2 separate regions of the Mus musculus genome follow, and region 1 is linked to region 2. A link is a contact called in public Hi-C data. All regions are on one chromosome and are shown on one strand. The core of a region is the stretch at or near the end of the contact, and the rest is flanking DNA. Distances in the headings are between cores, read along the strand shown.

What was found. Hi-C and Micro-C count contacts between places; a contact is called where the count stands out from the background.
Region 1: a Hi-C map of double positive thymocytes shows a contact between it and region 2, with 2.9 times the contacts expected there. The contact joins two enhancer-like sites. A contact is called at or near these places in 3 of 39 promoter capture datasets (cranial neural crest, embryonic stem cells and pre-B cells), 4 of 484 Hi-C or Micro-C datasets (the N1E-115 cell line, double positive thymocytes, nephron progenitors and 1 more) and 3 of 115 datasets of contacts at active chromatin or transcription factors (double positive thymocytes, regulatory T cell precursor and thymic regulatory T cells).

The regions. Positions count from the first base shown.
Region 1 is chr11:68,198,089-68,201,442 of GRCm38.p6, forward strand. All of the region lies in intron 7 of Stx8 (syntaxin 8), which reads left to right. Among named protein-coding and RNA genes, the nearest start is that of Mir6406, 21 kb to the right of the region's middle. Within about 2 kb of position 1,908, at least 77 of the 459 cell types and tissues checked have an H3K27ac peak or open chromatin away from gene starts, as enhancers often do. A contact at or near this core is called in double positive thymocytes, pre-pro-B cells, regulatory T cell precursor and 1 more, where this site is marked.
Region 2 is chr11:68,124,894-68,128,365 of GRCm38.p6, forward strand. All of the region lies in intron 7 of Stx8 (syntaxin 8), which reads left to right. Among named protein-coding and RNA genes, the nearest start is that of Mir6406, 94 kb to the right of the region's middle. Within about 2 kb of position 1,403, at least 23 of the 459 cell types and tissues checked have an H3K27ac peak or open chromatin away from gene starts, as enhancers often do. A contact at or near this core is called in double positive thymocytes, pre-pro-B cells, regulatory T cell precursor and 1 more, where this site is marked.

The DNA.
Region 1 (3,354 bases), core at 658-3,157, 74 kb after region 2:
TGCTGGGATTAAAGGCATGCGCCACCACGCCCGGCTGTGTGATCTCTTTTTTTAGAGATCCTATGCCGTGGGTAGTGGGCCAGTGGATCCATAAGAAAAGAGCTTAAAGATAAAGGACCATCCTTCCTAAGGATGGCCTTGCATAGACGTGCCCTTGAAAATGTTTTCTTGGTCTCCAGGAGAGGCAGGATACATGGGACTGAGCAGCCTTGATGTAAGACACCATGTGTAAGCTGAGCATTGAGCCTATGGCTCTGGAGTTAGCTGAGAATGGAAGAAGGTAGTGAAAGAAGGAAGAAGTGAAAGAAGGAAGAAAGAACAGCCGGAGAAGGTGGCCTCCATATAGACTGAGGGTGGGCTGAGGGGATAGCTCAGCTGATAAAACCTTGCAACCAGCCTAGTGGATCTGATAAGTCCCATGCCTGTGAGAAACCCTGTCTCGAGAAATAAAGGTGGATACCTCCTGTGGAATGACATCTAAAGTTGTCCTCTGACCTGCACACATGTACATATATGCATATAAACATGCATACATGCTGAAGATGGAGAAGGATGCCGCCCCACCTCAGCCGAGAAAGAGAAAGAAAAGCTCGGAGTGATGGTTTGCATGTCAGACAAGAACAAAACCAAACTCATGGGAGGCTCTTCTTGCCTTTTGCCTGGTGTTTTAATGAAAACTTTACTAAAGGCAATTAACACGTACACCCGTGAGGTAAAGTACCCTCAGGAAGGATGAGACCAGGGGCGGGAAGTGCTGTCCTGCCCACCAGTGTCTGGCTGTCTGGCCTGCTGAGCTGTGAGGTCGCTTGGTGGAAAGCTGTGATGTCCACACCACGAGCAGGCAAGTAGCATCGACTGCGTCAGAGTAGGCTGCATTTTCCAGCTGTCAATTAATTCAAACGAGCAAAAAGCAAACACATTCATCTTCGCCCACGGTCCTCTTCTTTCTTGGCTTATTTACCTAGTACTGGGATTCAAGGGGACATTTACATGAACTTTTGAAAATAAATATCCCAGTTCTGTCTTTTGTCCTGCTCAATCCCCACCTTTGGCTCCAGAGCCTGCTGCAAAACTAAAATAAAATATTTCTAAAATCTATGTTTGATCTGCAAGAACCAACTGGCTGATGCTTAAGCAAATGTCACCTTTGACAGCACAACTGTGAGAGGAAACTCATCCGCCGCAGGCGTTAGTCACACGTGTCTCATCCTCACAGGTGGTGGCTGCGTGGGGCTGGCCTGGTGGCCACGACTCTGCACAGTGTGACACACAAGGCAAGCGATGAGAACGTGCATTTTGGTTCAAAACAAGTAGCAGGGAGTCAGGATGGCTTGTCTTATGACAAACCCTGCATATAAAGAACTTCTGGACAAGGATGCCCTTGTGAAAATGGCTACCATTCCCTAGAAAAGCTGGCCTCCAAATTTTCCTTTTTTTTTCCCCCACCTAGCCAGTGAACAGTGAGGGCGGTTACCTGCTCTCTGCTGCAGTGGGGGTGTTGGCAGCACATGCTGTCACTCAGTGGTTTCCAGTGTTTCACTGGGGGGGGGGGGGGGAGCATGGGCCATTAATCCAGATGAACAATCTTCAGAAAACACGTCCCTGTTCCAAAGCCACAGTGTTAATTAATGTCCCTTCCTAATCTGAAAGGGAGTTTGTTTTCTTACATCTCTTTAAGTTGCCATATGCTAGACTTGTAAATATCCCAAGTGTTGGATACTCATCTGGTAAACTGACCAAAGGAAACGGACATTTCCCCGACCCTTGTAACCTGACCCTTGGCACCTCGTGCCTGCCCCTCAAAGGGACGCTTGAGTCTTGGGAGCAAACATCTGCCTGGCCAGGTGCCGGCAGTGCCATGGCAGGAGCTGAGTGAAATGCAGAGGAAGTGACCCAAAGCCGAGCCTTGCAGGTGTTCTGAGCTAGGGCTGGGCCCAGAGCGCTCATTGTTTAGAAGCTGGCAGGCTCCCAGGAGTTCAACTGTCAGTTTCATTCTGAAATGTCAAACATTTCCTTAGCTGGGGATGGATGGCGAGAGCCCCGGAGGCTGCAGCCCTGTTAGGAGGAAAAAGAAAACACCCCAATTTCTGTCTTTGAGAGTTGATTCAGTATGCATGGCTCAGGTTGTTTCAGGGGCCATTCTGCAAACTTAGACCCACTGTCCATGTCAGAAAGATGAGGGCTCAAGCCTGCCATGGTTATATGACAGTGACTGACTTCTGTCAGTGACTCTTACTGTAAGCCTTCGGGTGATATACACCAGAGACCCATTTCTGGCCACAGGGGCAAGTGAAGGTGCACATGGAAGCAGACTGGCCAAGAACCAGTTCAGTTCATGACAGTAAGTGTTCCTGGCTGCTTTTACTTTGTGTGTGTGTGTGCCTGGTATTTCCACCATAAAAAGTAGAGGCACAAAGAGAAGGAGATAAAGAAAAGGAATTGTATCTTAGTTTTTCAGCCCCAAAGGGTCTGGCCCTTTATCCCTGGTGAACCCTGTCTTCTGTTGGTTGTCAGGAGCCCTGGGTGGGCCCCCATGGTTTAGGAAGGGGTTAAAAGCACAGGTGAGAGCAGAGCTAGCTGGCTCCCCATGCAGCCCTCCAGAACCTCTGCTTCCTTGTATACGGAACAGAGAGTGGCCAATTACGGATCAGTGAGCCAGGTAATACACCTCTTGTCCTGAGCCCCGGACCTTGTTACTAGCTTTGACCTCAAACTGGGCTGAGCTTTAGTGCCTTTGAAAGGATCCATACTTCCAGGACATTTCCAGAAGGGTGCCGAAGCTGTCATCACAGATCAAACACTGTTGCTGTGATCAGGCCACTAAGTCAGGTCTTCGTGGCCCAAAGGATCCCGAAGCCACAGCTGGCTTTTACTTACCGCTTTCTTCTCCCCTACAAATGACTTCCTCAGTGCACCCAGCACTAAGTTTACTTAACACTGTTGAAAATGACCTCTCAATGGACTTGTGTTTGCCTGAAAGCATTTAAAATATAAAAGTCTTATTTGTTTTTGCTGTTGAAGTTCCCTTTTTGTCTTTGGATAAGCCCCTACTTTATAGCATGCAATCAACTTACTGTCTAAGGTGTCAAGAGGGAAGTATGCATCCCTTCGGGGATGTGTGTGTGTGTGTGTGTGTGTGTGTGTCCCAACATGCTGCTACTGAAGTGCCATGTGTCTGACACAGTTTCTGTGGTAGACACATTATCACCTTTAAAGGCAACACTGTATTTCTTTCTCATAGGCCCCACCCCTTCAGCTGAAACTTCCTGTCCTCTTTGAACTTCTAGAACCTAAGACACTTGGCTCCATGTACCTGTGATATTTGTTGGTTGATTTGGACCATTTTTGAATTTC
Region 2 (3,472 bases), core at 153-2,652:
ATTCATGTTGAAAATTAGGAGCCCAAGTTCCCGTGTGAGCATGCTGGACACAAGCCTAGCCAGGTTTCCCTGAGCCAACAGCCCTGAAGCACTAGTAGCCCCTAGGGAACCAGTTTGGTGAGCCCTGGATTAGACCACATGAGCTAACCTGATGTAGGCAGCATTGCTCATCCCCAGACCACATCTCCATCTCTGGGGGGAGGAGCCCTTCCATGGTTTCTCTATGCTCCCCTTTCTTCTCTTCCTAGTTCCCCCTCCATTTCCTGTGTTTTCGCTGTTCTGTCTTCACCACCTCTCTTTGTCCATCAACTCGGTCAAGATTACATGTCTGGAAGGCCTCACACTTGAGCTCCATCCCACCCTCCCAGCCAACACCCATAAAACGCTACTATTCCCTGGTTTGTTTTGTCTGTCCCAGACAGCCAATTTCTCTCCCTGATGGGTTGCAGAACATGGAGCCATCTGGAAGTATACCGTAGGATATAACCACAGGAATAGTCCCCACAAGTACACCTGAAAAGCCTTCCTGTATATCTTTATGGCACACTCTGTAGCTTACTTTTGAAAACGACTGTGTGCAAGTGTGTCTGAAGGAAAGTTTTGCTATATAGCACTATCTAGTCTTAAATTTGAGATCCTCCTGCCTCATTGCCTTTTGGAGATGGGGCATCATGCCCATCTTTCCGTTTAGTTGGTGAGTTAATACCTAGTAACATAGCATAACTGTGCAGTTCAGCAAAATTAATGACCTAAAGAGCCAACTCAGTGGTATCTTATCAGAGAGAGAGGTGTGTTTTTGGTAATCCTGGCAGTGTCAAAACTGTTTTCTTTATTTTTAATTTTCAAAATTAAAACATGATTATATCAATTTCCCCCTTTCTTTTCTTCCTCAACCCTTTTCCGTGCACCTCCCCACTTGCTTGTTCTCTCTCTCTCTCTCTCTCTCAAATTCAAGGCCTCTGTTTTTTAAATTGTTGTTGCATATATATATATATATATATATATATTCATATATATATATATTCATATATATATATTCATATATATATATTCATATATATATATTCCTAAATGAGAGAGTGGGAGGGGAAAGGTAAAGTCTCCCCCATATGAGTCTCTTCCGTGAAGCGGCTGCCACGTTGAGGAGGAAGGGCAGCCATCCTGTGGTCCTCCCTGGAGGCTGTCCAGACAGAACTGCCTCCGCTGCAGATGGGCTCCTAGACCCACGCTTTACCTCCGCAGCTGCACTCTTGGGGGCTTAGCCAGCCTGCAGGGCTACCCGATAGAAACAGACAGAGAAATGCCGAACAGTTTCCTCTTCCTCTGTGCCAGCTGTCAGGGAGCCTGCAGGGGCAAGTTGCAGAATCAAGCCCCAGTGTGAGGAGCAGAGTGAAGGGCAGGTGCTGAGCAGGGAGGCCCTGGGCAACACCTGACACACAGACACCGGATGTGAGCTGGTGGGGACGCTCTGTAGAGTATTACAGAACCCCATCTGCTGGCTGGTCTTCGATATTCCTTTCTTAGTTATAGGTTCTTCACGGAGCTGTTGAACACTAGGAAAAGATGCCATGTCATATCCTAAAGGACCCAAATCATGCCAAGGACTATTAAGTTTGAGAAAACTTCAAGGAGCCGGATGGTGATGGCGCACACCTTTAATCCCAGCACTTGGAGGCAGAGGCAGGCGGATTTCTGAGTTCGAGGCCAGCCTGGTCTACAGAGTAAATTCCAGGACAGCCAGGGCTACTCAGAGAAACCCTGTCTTGAAAAACAAAAACAAAAACAAAAACAAAAAAGAAAGAGAGAGAGAGAGAAAGAAAGAAAGAAAGAAAGAAAGAAAGAAAGAACAAAAGAAAACTTCAAGATCAGACAGTCTCTAACAGAGCAAGCAGTATTGTCACCTTGAACTAATCGTAGAAATGACACCATTTCCACTGCTGCCAAATGGACCTGCCACTGAAACTTTAAATAACTGCAGATCCCAGCAAGGTACAGGTGTTGAACTTAGTGACTTACAAATAGATTGGCTTCCATACATCAGTTATTTCCTGTCTTTTTGTTTGTGGGGGAGAAAAAAAAATGTGGAAAACCATAAATAGAAAGAGCCTCCGGCCAACTCCCTGCAATTTCACAGATTGGAACATAAACCTGAAGAAATGCTCCATTGAGTAAAATTAAAAGACAAGAGAGGATATACAAAAATTAGTTGGTCAATACAAGACCCAAACAATCTTACAATAAAAAACCAGGAGTGAGGACCTTGTCCAAGGAATAATCAAGAAATGACTCAAGAACTAAGGGCGGGAGTGACCGTATATAGAGAGAGTTCATTTAGCAACTAGTTTAAGAAATAAGGTTAAGAGGTTCTTGAACCTTGTGCTGCAATGAACACCCCCAATCACAGGATCAAGAGTTTGAGTCCATGTGCCAGTGAGAAGAATCATTGGTTAAGGTGTCTACCACCAAGCCTGACAACCGCCAGGACCCACGTAGTGGAAGGAGAGAGCCAGACCCACAAGCTGTCTTCTGACCTACACATGTGCAGTGTGGCATGCACAAGTGCAAGGGTGAGGATATGCACACACACACACACACACACACACACACTAAATAAAGTATAGAAAAGATTTGAGGCTAGCCTGGGCAATATAGTGAAATCCTACAAAATAGCAGCAACAAAAAACTTGCACCCCGTAGCCTGATCAGTTCCCTACGGGCTTCCCGGGTAGGTCTAGGGGATCATCTCTTTTTTTTGGTTTTTTGAGACAGGGTTTCTCTGTGTAGCCCTGGCTGTCCTGGTACTCACTTTGTAGACCAGGCTGGCCTTGAACTCAGAAATCTGCCTGCCTCTGCCTCCAGAGTGCTGGGATTAAAGGCGTGCGCCACCACACCCGGCAGATCATCTCTTATCAAAGGATCTGATACCAGCATCTCAGCAGAAACACTGGGCAACCATGGAATATTTAGGAAGCAACTGGCAAGTGCATTTTCCCTAATAAGGAAGTAACCCTAGAAAGACCCGGGGTGCCAGGAAACTGGAGGAAGAAATAGAACTAACTCCAAGATGATCACAGTGGGAGACTGTACAGCAGACAGAGGTGAGCCAGGCAAGATTAGCACTGGCAGAGCTAGGTACAGCAGCTCCTGCCTGTAAGCCCAGCACTCAGGAGATGGAGGCAGGAAGCTCGGGACTTCAAAATCAGCCAGAGCTAAGTGAGACCCTGTCTCAGAACAGAACAAAACAAAACAACGAAAGGATGGCGGGGGAGTAGATCAGTGTGCTCTCCTGTGTGAAACATTTCACTAAAGGCTGTGGGAGACTGGGAGGGTAAGGAAGAGTGAATCCAAAGAACCGCAAGAGTGAGGCAATTAATAACCCTAGGAAAACAAAAAGCAAAACAAATCTACAATCCTGAAAACCCATTGGTCTTTCAGAGCAGTTGGTGGAAGAAAAGGAATGATGCTAGGCTTG